3 separate regions of the Zea mays genome follow, and regions 1 and 2 are each linked to region 3. Evidence: chromatin contacts called from public Hi-C data. All regions are on one chromosome and are shown on one strand. Each heading gives the region's core, a stretch centred on a gene start, on an enhancer-like site or on the middle of the called end of the contact. The rest is flanking DNA. Distances are from core to core; before and after follow the strand shown.

Region 1 (4,484 bases), core at 1,478-3,977, 240 kb after region 3:
TATAACCACTAAGTAAAAGCATTTAGCGAAACCTTATGAGAAGCATGTGAAACTGAAGGTTAAGTTAACTCCTACAGTGAGCAATCTAGAACTCTATCTTTGTGGGGGAAAAGGGTTTATTGAACATTTGACCTGCATATGGATGAACATATTCCACAGCAGTGAAAGAATAAGCTCCTTATCCCCAGCAGCGATGTCTTCCGCGGAAATTGTGACTCCATCAGAATCAGATAATGGAACCCGAGCTTGTTTGATATATTGTATAGCAGTGGTGCAGTTACTTCGCCTCTTCTTGTCTGTATCTGAGGGAACAATTACTTTCTGAAATGAAGCGTATTGGCACCGTCAATTAAATGCTGATAGGATCAAGCTATTTAATGTAGCAAAAGAAAATTCTTACCGAAATGATTGATGCATCTGCGAGGAGCAGCTGAACAACTCTACAAAGAATTATGCCATCTTGGAGATCTTCAAATAAATTCCTCATTGTGAAATCATATTCTGACAAAGCAGGCTGGTGAGAAAAAAGAAAATTAGAATAATCCGATAAAATTCAAACAAGATTTTAAACTATACCATTCCTGAAACAAACTTATACAACCGAAACACAAAAGCAAATTGTTTGGTACAGTAATACAGCAAATTCGGATACCTGTTGATAATTTAGTTTATATCCCATAGTTGTGAGGTGTACCAGAATGTCACCTTCTCCATGCATGGTCTCCCTCAAAGACTCTAGAATTAAGTAACCAGTCAAATAATAGAATGACAACTAGATATAACACTTGCATGACGCAAAAAATAATAAAAAAACGATGGATTCAGCTATATTACCTTGAATGATTTGACGACTAGATTTTATTTGACTTTGGTGACAAAATAAAAGAGGGGATCCACCATCAAGGCCATCGATTCCAGCTTCGAGAGGAAGAGTACTTTCTATTTTGGTTCTGTCTAGTGCAACAACAAGAAGAAAAATTCTTTTCAATATAATATTGCCCAGCACATCACTGTAACCTTGTACATGGTGCTCTTCTACCAGCTTCTTGTTACCACATGATTTTGCAGTCATGATTTGAGAAAGCATATGCTTCTCCAAAATTAGTTTTAGAAAATGAACCTCCTTGTCCCGTTTTCCTTGTCCAGTCTGCAGCAAGGAATCACCACCGAGAACAATATGCAAGCCAATCCTGAGCCAATATGGATTGTAGGACATGAAAACCCTAGTTGCTTTCTCTTTGAGCCTAAGGTCAGTAACAAGGGGGCACCGTGCTTTCATCTTCAATCTGCCTTCATCGATGTTCTGAAAAAGGTGGGGGAAATAATGTGCCAGTTAGAGAATAATGTTTCTACTGAATAATATAGGAAAACTTTTTATAGCATTTATAATCACTAGATACCGTTTAGGAAATAAGAAAGTGCATGAGAGTACTCCCTCTGTTCCATAGATTGTTTTGACTTTTCTAAATTTATAGTTTTTATTATATATCTAGACATAAGGTATATTTAAGTGCATAGCAAAAGCTATGTACAAAAGACAATCCTAGTTGCTTTACTTTGCGGTCTCTCATTCTTAGCATACCCTTTTGTGGGGAAAAAAACAGCAGGCACTCATACAGTCATACTGATAACGAAGTGATGCATAATGTTACCATATGTTTCATATACTCATATCCAATTTTCACATCTTACATAAGTTATTTTCAAAGACGATACTATACTTTATCACATCTACACTCGCAATTTAAATGTTGCCAGCTTGCCATGCCCAGTTCTTCAAATACAATCTCAGTTTGACGACAGGTCGAAATTAGATAATTCGTTGTTTCAAATTTCTAACAAAGCAAAATTAGCATGTACCGTAGGCCACAATAATAAGAATGTTATATGCCATAGCCGTAGAGTTTGAACCCTCGAGCCTCGATTTTTTCTCACCTTACAAATTTGAAACATCATAAAGAGCACCTCCTCACACGCGCCCTTACTCATGTGTTTCTCCATCCTCTCCGTGACATCCTCCAGGCTGCACGCATCCTTAAGAGATTCCCTTAACGCGGCCACCATCGCCGGCGTCATCTCCTTGCTCCTCTCTCCGCCGCGATCACCACCACCGCGGCACCTCTTCGGGCTGCGCCCCCCACGCGCCCGGTCTCCATCGAGCGCGCCGCGTTTCCCCGTAGCCCAGGGCTGCGCGGCCGCGGCGGAACCGGTGAACCCTGGGAAGCACCCGCAGGCGGAGGGGTCGCGTAGGAGGAGGGATAGCCATGACGAGGCGGAGGCGGAAAAGGTACGGAGGGCGCGCTCACGGCCGGACTCGGCGCGGCGGGCGGAGCGCGACTGGTCGACCTCGAGGGCGTGGAGGCGGCGGCCGAGGGGCGTCGGGGTAGGGACGCCGTCGCCAGGCCTCCGGCGGCGGAGTGACGTCGGAGTGGGAGCCTGGAGGGCGGATTTGGAGGCGGTGAAGAACTGAGGCGAGGGAGGTACGGTTTTGGGGTTGGGTCTCGGGGTGCGGAGGTTGGAGAGGTCGCAGAAGGGGGAGGTGTCCGGCTCGCGGCGGCTCATGGCGACCGGAGAAGCACGCTCTAGAAGGTTTGGGGGCCGGCCTCCATGGATTCCGGAATGTTCGAGTTGGAGGGGATTCGAGGGGGATGGCCGTGGCGTTCGAATGGTTGGGGATTCGGGATCAGTACTCAGTAATTGGCGTTTGGGCGGGATTCATGGTTTTGGTGATGTCGAACGGTCGAATTTCGAATTTCACGCTCCTCTGTTGGGCCAGGTTTACATGGGCCTCGATCCATTGGCAGTTTGACACCGACAAAAACATTATTTTTTTCAAACTTTTCTAAGACGATGTCTCATTTTTTTTTCTTTCGGTCTGGACAACTGGGTTAGAGAATCTCCATCGGTTACTAAAAAATAACTCTTTAAACTTAGATTTAACAAGTTGCTAAATATATATTAAGAACAAAAACAATTTTAACCTCTAACAGTTTCCAAATTGTAGGTTATTAAATATTTTTAAATTATACTAACTCAATTTTTCTAGTTATTACTTACATCGTTAAATTTGGTTTCATTTAATATAAAGTTCAATAATTATCGTTTTCTCTTGATTGCTATTTTAATTTTGTATGAATCATGATCGATCAATTTCCTCTAATTTTTTGGATGAAAGTAGTTTATATGACTAAAATATTATCTAACAGTTAGCTGAAACATTGTGGGATCTGACAATAGTGTCCATAGAACTACTCATGAGTAGTAAACATATTAGTTTTCTACTCTCTCTCTCTCTCTCTCTAGTGGTCCAAAATGTGGTCGAGGGATCTTTATCTCTAGTGGTATTCTTCTTATAGACTACTTGGATATTGTAAAAAAATAATCTATGTAAATTGTGGTTGCCATTAGTATAGTTTAAACTCCAACCAGTGCCTGGTCTATCCACTGCCGAGCTGGGTAACTGGGTGTCCAATCCTTGGAATGGCTTGTGGTAGTTCTTCAACCAACGAATCTTTACTACTGTTTAAGTTATTAGTGTAGGTGTGCACAAGTTGGTGGTTCTGCCATGCCCGCGTCTCTGCCGCCATCCTCGCCCTCGCCCGACTCTCCATCGAAGGAAGGGCGCCATTCCCGGGATTACCCACCATTCTCGCCCTCGTCCGCTCTCCGCCGTCCTCGCCCCCACCCGCCCCCACCATCCTTGCCCTCCTACGCGCAAGTCCTCGGCTCCCCTTCCCCTGCCAACGTCGTCTCGCAAGGGCTCGTCGTCTCTGCGCAAGGGCTCGTCGTCTCGCAAGGGCGCCCCTTCCCCTGCCCCCGTCGTCTCTGCGCAAGGGCCCGTCGTCTCGCAAGGGAGGAGCAGAGGAGGAGGTGATGGCTGTTGAGGAGGAGGAGGACGAGGATGCCATTGTGGCCCCTTCCCCTGCCACAAGTTGTTCGCGGCGCTCGAGTCCCTCAAGAAGAAGGACAACAAGGGCGCAGCCATGCCCCCGCCCGAGCCCCTTCCCCAACTCTGGTGAGCAGGATTACCGCCCTCCCGTGGTTGCTGATTCCCTGTACCTATCTCTCCCCTACCTCTTCCTCCCACGTTCTTTGCGACAGGGACTTGGTATTCCTCCGAGCACGGCCTCAACGGCGGCAACTGCGACCAAGCACGCAGGCACCGGGTGGTGGTCGAATCGAGGGAGGCCATGCCCCTGTCCTTCAACAACTCCACCACCGAGGATTCAGCGGTTGCCGGTGGCGGCGCGAGGAGGGCGCCAGGTGCAGCTGTCCGAGGCGGAGATCCGGTAGCTCTGCGTAGAGGGCAAGCGGGTGCTCCTCTCCTAGCCCAATCTCCTCCGAATCCACGCCCCAGTCAAGATCTGCAGTAATCGTCGCCTTTCTCTTATCTATCTATGTATCTACCTGGGCGATGCCGCCTGATTCCTTCGGTCCTTCCCCTTTTCGTTTGGGACGCCGCCATCGAGCCTGACAGATCGGCG
Region 2 (4,631 bases), core at 1,160-3,659, 220 kb after region 3:
TCGTTCTAACTTGAGTGTGAGTTCTAGAGTGACACCTAGCACTGTGTATGAGTGTGATTGTGCACCAACACTACACTAGAACTCTCTTGGTCAAACTACTCATCGACAACCCCTCTTTATAGTACGACTAAAAGAGAATAAAAGACCTAACTAAATCGCGAGTGTCCACATCTCCTTGACACTCGGACTCCGTAGACCTTCACCTTTTGTTTCGTCGTTTTAGCCGTCGCTTCGAGTTCTTATCTCCGGGATTGTTTTCACCGTTGTAGTACTTCTACCTGTTATGCGACCTAACTTACCATTTGTCTCTGCAAAAACACACGTTAGTCACATATAATGTTACGTTGTCATTAATCACTAAAACCAACCAGGGGCCTAGATGCTTTTAGGCCTTATCTTGTACGCTTGCGCTCCCCGCTCAGGCGGAGACCCGATGCTGCCACGTGGCTTGTTGCCCGTGACGTAAGCCAGCGGGCGGAGCCTGACATAAGGTCTCTAGGCCGCGCGGTCTCTGCATTTATTGCGGAAAGGACGCGCCGCCTGTCCACCCTGCTGACAGGCGATGTGCCCCCTCAGCATTTATTGCGTCCTGTCCACTCCGCTGGCAGGCGGCGCCAGGGCCACCCTGCAAAAGGCGCACATGTCCAGTCCATTATCAAAACAGTACGGCCGTGCTGCGCGGTGCACTGTGCTCATCATCCCTTATATGAGAAGCTTTCCTTGCACGCCGATGCTACGCAGATGATGAGGACATCACTTCTATACATACAATGAATGGACCGATAACACGATCGCGTGCACGACAGCTAATTCTCCAGGTACGTTCTGCCCTAGTCAATTGTGTTTCAGAGCTTATGCTTGGGGCCATGGATGTTTTGATGATTAGGAACCTTGGCGAGGACCAACAAGGACTTGAGAAAGGCCTAGGTGTTGAGGAGGAGCAACAAGGGCGCCCACAACAGGAAGGAGATCAAGTCCGACTCGACTGCAACTCCATCTCGGGTTCCAGGACCAGTCTGCACTAAAATGGACGCCCAAGATGCATCCAGACTCCGATTGCGACGGACTTGATATGGTTGGAAAGATAAGAAGATTATCTAACCAACCCAACTGGTTCCATCCTAAAATTCGTCCGGAGTCAACGGGAATCGTCGAAATAAGTCAGCATTCAGATTCTGTTTTGGTGCTGCGACACCATCTGTTGGGCCGTTGGACCGTGTATCGCGTCGGAGCCCATTAGGGGCGAGTCCAGGGGTCACGCACGCCCTAATACTCTATTTATTCAATAGCCGTCGCCACATTAGGTTGGGTTTTGCTTAAGTTTAGATCTGTCAAGAACAGTCGTCGTAGATCGGTTTGTGAGACCCCAACTTGTGAGCTTAATCATTCATCCGCAATATTCTAGATTGTGTTCTTTCTTGTTCTTGCTTGTGTCTTCGATTCTCAGGCAGGAATTAGCCCTCGTGGCGAGGTCAATCGCGCAGCGCACGGTTGATAACCAGAGGAGAAGTGGTGCTGCGATTGCGGGGTTCTAGTCGTGTTGATTGGAAGCCGGATCGTTTGTGTGACATCTCCACCAAATCAATAGTTATCTTCACCTGACGGAAGATCGAACACCCCGTTCCTATCAGCAGATCTCGGATGTCAGGGCACAAGAAGATTGCTCCAGCAGCAAGCATTAGTAGCTCCAAGTACTACATCCGTTATGTTCCTGGGCCCACATGCCGGGGCTCAGTATTCTTGTACATACCCCCTTAGCTATAAAAGGGGAGGTATGCAGCGTTACAAGACAAGCTCTCTCAGGACCAGACTTAGACAGACTCTCGATTCCCAAGCTTCCACAACAATCCAACCCACAGTGGAGTAGGGTATTACGATCCGGCGGCCCGAACCACTCTAAATCCTCGCGTGTTCATGTGCTTGGTGATCGCTTAGCAAGACAGACAAAACGCTTAAGCCCCTTCCTCATCTTAGGATTTAGGGCGAGTGCACTCTGCCACCCGGTCGGAGAATTCCCTCTCTGACACTCTCTATATAGAGTTTCTCTAAACGATTCTCTATTCATTTGAATACTTTAAATAACCGGTTTAGCAAAACTAAAATATGTACAATATATTTGAGAGAATGACAAATAATGTACAAAAATAAAAAATAAAAAAATGTCTTTAATATAGGTATTTACGTATAGATGACGTGATTTAGAGAACGTTATTGGAGGAGAATGAGATATAGAGGATAAAATATTTTATAAAAAACTGTAAATGACAGATCTAGAGTATGAATATAGAGGATATTGCTGAAGACATGAAGACAGACTAAGAGAAGCTGACTCCAAACTGAACCAACGGCTCCTCGCCGAAACGCGACTCCCGCTGATCCAAATCCATTGAGCGGGAGAACCCGACATCCAAAATTCCCCAAACCCCCTCCCAAGTCCCAACCCTAGCCGGCTAGCCTCCTTCCCCTTCAGCCTTCACACCTCCGATTTCTCGCGCCTTCGTCTCCCGCCCAATTTCCAGAAGCTTCTAGAACCAGGTTTCTAACCCTACCGCAGAATGATGCTTTCTTGCGCCTAGTAGCCTGGGGCGGAGGCATGGACGGCGGCGGGGAGGGGGGCTCGAGCGGCGGGAGGTTCCCTATTCTGCAGGCGAACAGGGACCCCGAGTCGAATTGGGAGGTGGACGTTGCCAAGAGCCTCGAGGATTACCTGCTCAAGATCTGCTCAGGGGAGGTCTCCGGCGAGGACGGGGCCCACTCTGTCAACTTTGCCGAAGGTACGGTGGTGCGGAGGACCAGGGTTTCTTGCGGTCAATGTGCGGCACTTCTTTTCAGCGGCTGTGCTATCTTAGGGGTCTGGAGAGCTGGGAATTGGGAGTGGGAGGTTAAAAATTTGACACTTCGGGTGGTTTGACACTTTGACGATGGATGGAGGCTTGAACATGTGGACTTGACTTGCTTGATCTTGCGCGGTTTTATTTCCTTTGCTTGAATAAATGTTAAAGGAAGCAGCTTCTTTTTAGTTGTTAGCTCGCCCAAGGTTTTTACCCTTTCTAAGGACAATTAAATATGGGAAATGTACCAGAACAAAGTTATTTTGCCTTGTTAATTTGTGTCTTCTTATCTACAGCGGCGTTATTACTCCAAGGATCGGTTCAAGTGTACAGTAGGAAGGTGGAGTACTTGTACTCGTTGGTGCTTCACGCGTTAGAGTTCCTCTCGCAAAAGAAGTAAGGAAATATTGATGTTGCTTTTGTATCTATCCGTTATGCACTAATTGCTTCCCTGGACGCTGTATTTTGTATTACCCGTCGAATGTGGGACTGAAACCGGTATTGATAAATGCATTCTACATTTTTGCGCATCTTATACGAGTAGGCTTTGTGAAAGGGCCTCTAGCTGGGTTTGTTAGGTGGTCTGACTGTCCGAGTAACCCTGCTCAGGCCCTGAGTTAAAAAAAAAATCCCCTCATCTGTTCCACGGCAAAGCACAGGTCCAAGGCCTGGTTTTGGTCGCGACCGTTCTTACATAGGCTACTGGCGTGATTGGTTCTCGTTTCTATGACATGCCGGTACCTGTGCAGCCAGGCGCTCCCGAACCAAGTTCTGAGCATGCAGCAGCACCTTGTTTGTTTGGCGTTTCCATTCGTACCATTATACCGCAGTGTGATTGGTTGGTCGTTTTCTACTTGCCTCGTGCATGCCTTGAGAGAGCAGCGAACACGAGGACTCACAGAATGGGCTAGGCTGTGTAGAAACGAAAACGAAATGTGTTTCCCGGGAACCAGGCTCGGCGGCGGCGTTTGCACGTGGGCAGCCAGGTTCCAGGGACCGTTCAGCTATCCAAACAACACATTTCTGGATCCCGTCAGCCTGGTTGGGCAAAATCCAACCAACCAATCACGCCGTAAGATGCCGCTGTGTATGAGTGGGGCTAAGGTTCGGGGGTTTCTCGACATGTGTGAGAAGATCTTCTTAATGTAATGCCCAGAGGCTGTTTTACCCCCGTAGGTTGAGTTTTTTTATGAGTAGGCTTTAAAAATATCACTTGGCAGATAAACATTTTCTGCTTGGTTCGGAAACCATAGACTTTCGAAATAGGACATTTGTATCTGCCTTATAGGAACCTCAATGAAGTATGCTTGTTTTAGATGATCTCCGAATGACACCTTTCATTCTTACTTTTGGTACTCCACCATACTGGGCATTTTATTGTCTTAAATTCTATATGTAGCTCCCAAGCATTGAGGTCAAGTAGATGGCTCAGATCCATGTTCACTTGGTTGGCCCAAATCCATGTTCACTTGGTTTGATTTACTCTGTGCTCAGAGGGATCAATGTCAACATATTGCTAAACGAAGGCCTTTCTATACTTTGGAAGATAATAATATAATCATGGCACTAAGGCATCACCTAGGTGCAAGGGTGAAGGCGTGAAGCTACAGCTTGCCATTGGGATAAGCTGAGCCTGTCATTTTTTTGGAAATTCGAATAGAATATTACTTGCCATCGGGGTCAGCCGACCCTGACGAATTTTGGAAATTGCAATTGAATACTACTGTATATAGAGCAAGCAGTTCCTAATGACCACACCATTTTCAGACAAGACCCTGATGGTCATTTGGCCTAGATTAG
Region 3 (4,927 bases), core at 1,033-3,532:
CAATCGTCCTCCCGAGTCCCAGGTCCCAACAGCAGCACAACTTCACAGGCAGAAAAACAAACTGGAGCGATCGCCAGTACCATCACAATGTCAACCACTGGTAAAAGGCAGAGGGCGCTGCTTGTCAAATGAGCGCGGTTGGGTCGCCTCCGCCTCCACGGGAAGCAAGCAAGCCAGCCAGCCAGCCGGCGGCGACGGCGACCGGCCAACTCCTGGCCGGTGGCGGCGATGTGCATGGGGGTCAGAGGCTGGCGGGCGGTCCCAAAGAAACCAATCAGTCAGGTGGCCGGACCAACCCGGCATATATCCCCCAACCAACCGGGGAATTGTGTTGACCTAGATGACTCGACGGATCTCAGGTCTCAGCTGTTGGAGTATAATGCGTGTCTGATCGGACAGGTATATACATATATATACTGCAACCAATCATGCGTCCACCTTACTAGTAGTACTACCTCGATGATGCAGTTCCCAGGTCTGAACCGAACCATTTTAGCTAGCTTACAGTGGTTGGCACCACCCCATGATTGTTCTAAGAACGCCACAACCTGCACCGTCTTCTTTTTATTCTGCAGGGGATTAAAAAGGAAACGGTGGTTACCAGAAGATTGTTTACTAGTACTAAGCCGGAGTTAGATTGGAAGCAGGAGGAGCTAGCATGGATACCCAGCCATGCATGGTTCGTTCCAGAAGTTGCAATGGTTGGGACCAAAATCAAATCATTCAAGGTGAGAGGACCGTTTCAGGGATGTAGTAGTGCTAGTGTAGACCTGCATTATATTATTCAGAGAGGTGGTACCAATGCCATACGCTAACTGCTAATCATTCTCCGGTTGGGATATGGTTCATGATTACACAAGTCAGCCTAATGATAAGCTGCAACAACTGGGAAAAACAACAGCAGCAGCGAACCGTATGATTTTCTGAGAGGGAAAAAGCGTATCATATTTCAAAAGGGATGGTAAAACTCCGCATTGTCGCTGAACTTAAAATGTATTAGCATCTGCGAATTGACTTTATAGTTTTCCAGACTATACTATAGACTATAGTACGTAGAGAGACCAGCAAAGATAATAAAAAGATCTAAAACTACTGTGGCGCTGCAGGCGAAATTTTAGCCTGTTTGTTTCGCTACCTCGCTTGCCATAATTTTTCAAGCCTAAGGCTAGCCAGGTTTGATAGAGTTAGGCGTGCTTTTGGTTTGTAGCCGCGGTTGTAACATGATTTTTCTACTGATGCGTAGGTTCCGGTCATCAATGACTCATAAAAAGTGTGACAAAATTCTCTTAGTCACACCATGGTCTGACGCGGAATTTGAACACCTATGGGTTGTTTGATTTGCTGCCTAAAATACCACAACGTGTCTAACTTTTCTATCTAAGGTTAATTTTTTATTAAGCAACTAGCTCAGACATATTATAGCACCTTAGGTAGGAAAACAAACATGTCCATAACCTTAGACAAGTATGGTAGAAAACGTGTGTCAATGCTTGGCACGATAGGTATGCAAACAAACATACCGATGATGAACTGTTGCCCGTAAGGTCAGATTAACTCTGGAGTGAAGAAATATGGCTAAGGACTTGAACTGATTGAACTAGCGTTCCTTCTCTGTTGTCTCGTGTTCATGATGATGATGAAGCTAGTGAGATTGAAGACATCAAGGCATGTAGATATTTTTTCTCTGTTGTACAACACTAGCTAGCATGATTAGCAAGCTGCGCTACTCTTTTAGTAAGCTACACAAGCATATAGATATTTTTTCTCGAGCGCATGCAAGTCGTACAAGCTAGCTGCCAATGCCACGTGGGGCATCGCACAGTTAAGAAAACCAAGTGGTCGTGGCATACTGGCGTGCATAACAGCAGCTCAGAAACGTACAAAGTAAAGAAGTACAAACCGTCCAATAAATATTTGTTCACAGGGGAAAAAAAACTACTGCAAATACAAAGCGCTGTCGTCGCCAACGGCAGGCACGTTTACAAGGTCCCACTTTGCTTTTAAACACGATCCCCCTTTCCCCCCGTTTCACACTTTGCGGCACCGCCAGAGCCCGATCGAGCCCATCCCACACCCAACGACGAGCCAGCGCGGCGACGTGGTCGGCCCGCCCACGGGCCCGTCATCCGCGACCCCGATCACGGCCATCCACGTGTCCCGGACGCGCATCTGCTCCCGGCTCCCCCTGTCCCGTCCTCCTCCTCCTCGTTCCTTCGGCCCCTCCCCTCCCGTCTCTGCCCGCCGCGCCTATAACTACTCCACCACGGCCGCCCTCGTAAACGATCTGCGGTTTCTTCCACGCACCAATCATTTCGGCCACACTGCACACGGACGAAACTCGCTCGTCCTTCGCCTCCAGCAGCAGCCGATCCGTATCCAGTTCCCGTGCCGTGCCCACCAGGGGGAACCCGATCGATGGGAAACTGCTGTCTCGAGAGGCCTCGTCGCGGTGGCAGCGGCAGTGCGGGCTCCGTGCATTACGCCAGGACGAACCCCGTGTGGGTGGAGGACAGGAGGGAGGAGGCGTGCAAGGGCGAGGGCGAGGGCGCCGGCCACGCGCCGGCGGCGGCCACGGAGGTGAAGATCAGGATCACTAGGAAGCAGCTGGAGGAGCTGCTGCGGCGCGTAGAGGACGGCAAGCACGGCGGTGGCTGCGGAGTGCCCGTCCAGGACGTCATCTCGGAGCTCCTGTGCGTGGCCAGCACTAGCTCCAACTTCCGGCACAGGGAGGAGGGGCAGTGGCGGCCGTCGCTGCAGACCATACCCGAGTGAGACGGACCATGGTCTGATTGACGATCAGATCATGTTACTTGATATTACTTGCTGTTTTAGTTATTTAGCACCTCCGTCAATCCATGCATGCGTGGCTTAGCCATTTGTTGCCATATTCATACTAGTAGCATAGCATTAGATACCAGATAGGGTGTACATTTGTTAGGTCTTGGATCAGGAGACCAATCTATCTTAATAAAGTATATTGATAGACATATAAGCTATGAAGAGTTATTTATCTTTTTTTTTGTTGAGTAGATACATCTCTGCTTACCTGTTTTTGCTTTGGACATTGGATTGTGGAACTATGGAGTACAGATTACCATCGGAGCTTGTACTTTGTTAGTAATTTTAGCTCATTTCAGCTTGGTTGAACTGCTTTTGAAGTGGAGGGTTTCTGAATCGTGTCGCTAAATCTGTACTGTGCTGTTTCGTTTAGTAGTGCTCTACTGCTCTTAATCCACTTATGATCATCAGATCATGGATGAAGATGAAGCAGGAATATTGACATGCAGTACAATAGAATCCCTGTTGTCTGTTCTGATGCCTTGTGCCTCCTCTGTTCATACCATTATGTAGACATTGGACATACCATTATGTAGACATTGGAGGCGCTCGAGGTCAGAGTGATTGAGATGGTGAACATCCATTCCTCAGCTGCTCTCATTCTTTTTTTTTTTGGTGTTTTTATGGTGGTGCCCTCGGTTTTGCTGTTGTCCTCATTTTTACCCTTAGTTGTGTTTTTTGCTCAGTTTTACCCTTCTGTTCTATAGCACTGAAAAAGGCAAAACTGAGCAAAAAAAAAAAAACACAACTAAGGGTAAAAATGAGCACACCAGAAAAACCTTTTTTTACTCCATCGTGAATTCTGACCATTTCTGGCGCTTGATTTCTGAACATGTCGTCCGTTTGTTTTTTCTCTATTTTTTTTATTTTTTGGCTTCTCCAACGCCGAGTTCTCACCAGCACGTTCGTTCAATTGTCCATGTATATTGGTTTTCTTTGTAGATAAAATTATTTTGGTCATTAACATGCGCTTCTAAAGGCGGTTAACTAAATTAGTTGAGCTATGGATTGATTTGTCAAACATATGTAAGCTATTTTTTGGTTTTGTTTTCCAACCGAGATTCTGTTCCACGCACGAACAGTTCTGATCTAGGCCGTGTTGACTTTAAAGGAGATCAACCGTTCTCGACTTATTCTTTTTTTCAAATTAGTTTTTTACAGATCAGCATGTTTTGCATTAAGAGATAGCAGAGATGTTTAAACTATGTGCTAGGCTGTATCCGCGTCGGAGTTTGTCTACTGTATTACACTAAGATAAATGTTTTCGGTTTTTTCAGTTCATATTCGCATCCAATTGTCGCTTCACAAATGAAAGCAAATCGGAAGCAGTTTATAATTTCAAGTGGTTGACAAGCGAATTAGCAGATTATGAGGTGTTTGGGATGGCTTTAGGTTCTAGCTCTAGTGTGGAGATTTAGTTTATAATATCAATTTAAATAGTTTTAAATATTTCTAATAATCTGCTTCATTAACTCTACCAATTTTTCTGGAACTATAGTTGTTCCAAACATCTCATCCAAAATAGTCCTAAACATCTCATTCGAAATAGCGTGGTCCAAAATTACACGCATGCATGGCGACCGGATTTTCTACCTAGCTAGGGTAAGGTGGATTGAACTTACAGAACAATCCGTAGAAACATTTTTGGGCCGTATATTATTGTGAGCACGGGGGAATTGAAAAGTTCTTGTGGTTGATGATGTTACTAGCTGGTGATCCATTCACCTCATCGAGGATTTCTATATAAATAGATATAATCACTGTCATGTCAGCGGACCTCACATCTCACTTGGTCGAAAATCACGCTAAACTTCGCTTTTTTTTATCTAGGACTAAGTATAAACAGCTATTTTTTAAGGCTCTTTTTTTATGCTCATATAAAGGAATATACAGAGATGAAGCCGAAAGTACTAGCTTTTTATTGCTTTCTCCCTCATTTTCCTTTCTCATGCATGCCCATATTACCAACCTGTAGCACTTTATCTGTTTATGGAAGATTGCCGTGACAAGGTTTGTTGCTTTGCTTACCCCAATCCCAAACCAAGCATCGTCCTCTTCATAGGTAGTAGCGTAGGACCAAAGAGTAGAG

Evidence for each region. A called contact is a pair of places that touch in the nucleus more often than the background predicts.
Region 1: a Hi-C map of leaf shows a contact between it and region 3, with 6 times the contacts expected there. The contact joins the promoter of LOC103633234 here to the promoter of LOC100274659 in region 3. A contact is called at or near these places in 3 of 25 Hi-C or Micro-C datasets (ear, leaf and tassel).
Region 2: a Hi-C map of ear shows a contact between it and region 3, with 2.4 times the contacts expected there. The contact joins the promoter of LOC100277921 here to the promoter of LOC100274659 in region 3. A contact is called at or near these places in 2 of 25 Hi-C or Micro-C datasets (ear and tassel).

Annotation. Positions count from the first base shown.
Region 1 is chr7:162,421,702-162,426,185 of Zm-B73-REFERENCE-NAM-5.0, forward strand. LOC103633234 (abnormal spindle-like microcephaly-associated protein homolog) reads right to left here and starts at 2,728. Exons shown (of 20, transcript XM_008654930.2): 1 at 1,936-2,728; 2 at 835-1,303; 3 at 653-735; 4 at 401-514; 5 at 133-321. The coding sequence starts at 2,562.
Region 2 is chr7:162,403,765-162,408,395 of Zm-B73-REFERENCE-NAM-5.0, forward strand. LOC100277921 reads left to right here and starts at 2,410. Exons shown (of 11, transcript NM_001151364.1): 1 at 2,410-2,774; 2 at 3,128-3,227. The coding sequence starts at 2,594.
Region 3 is chr7:162,182,826-162,187,752 of Zm-B73-REFERENCE-NAM-5.0, forward strand. LOC100274659 reads left to right here and starts at 2,283. Exons shown (of 1, transcript NM_001148984.1): 1 at 2,283-2,987. The coding sequence starts at 2,416. The coding sequence ends at 2,772.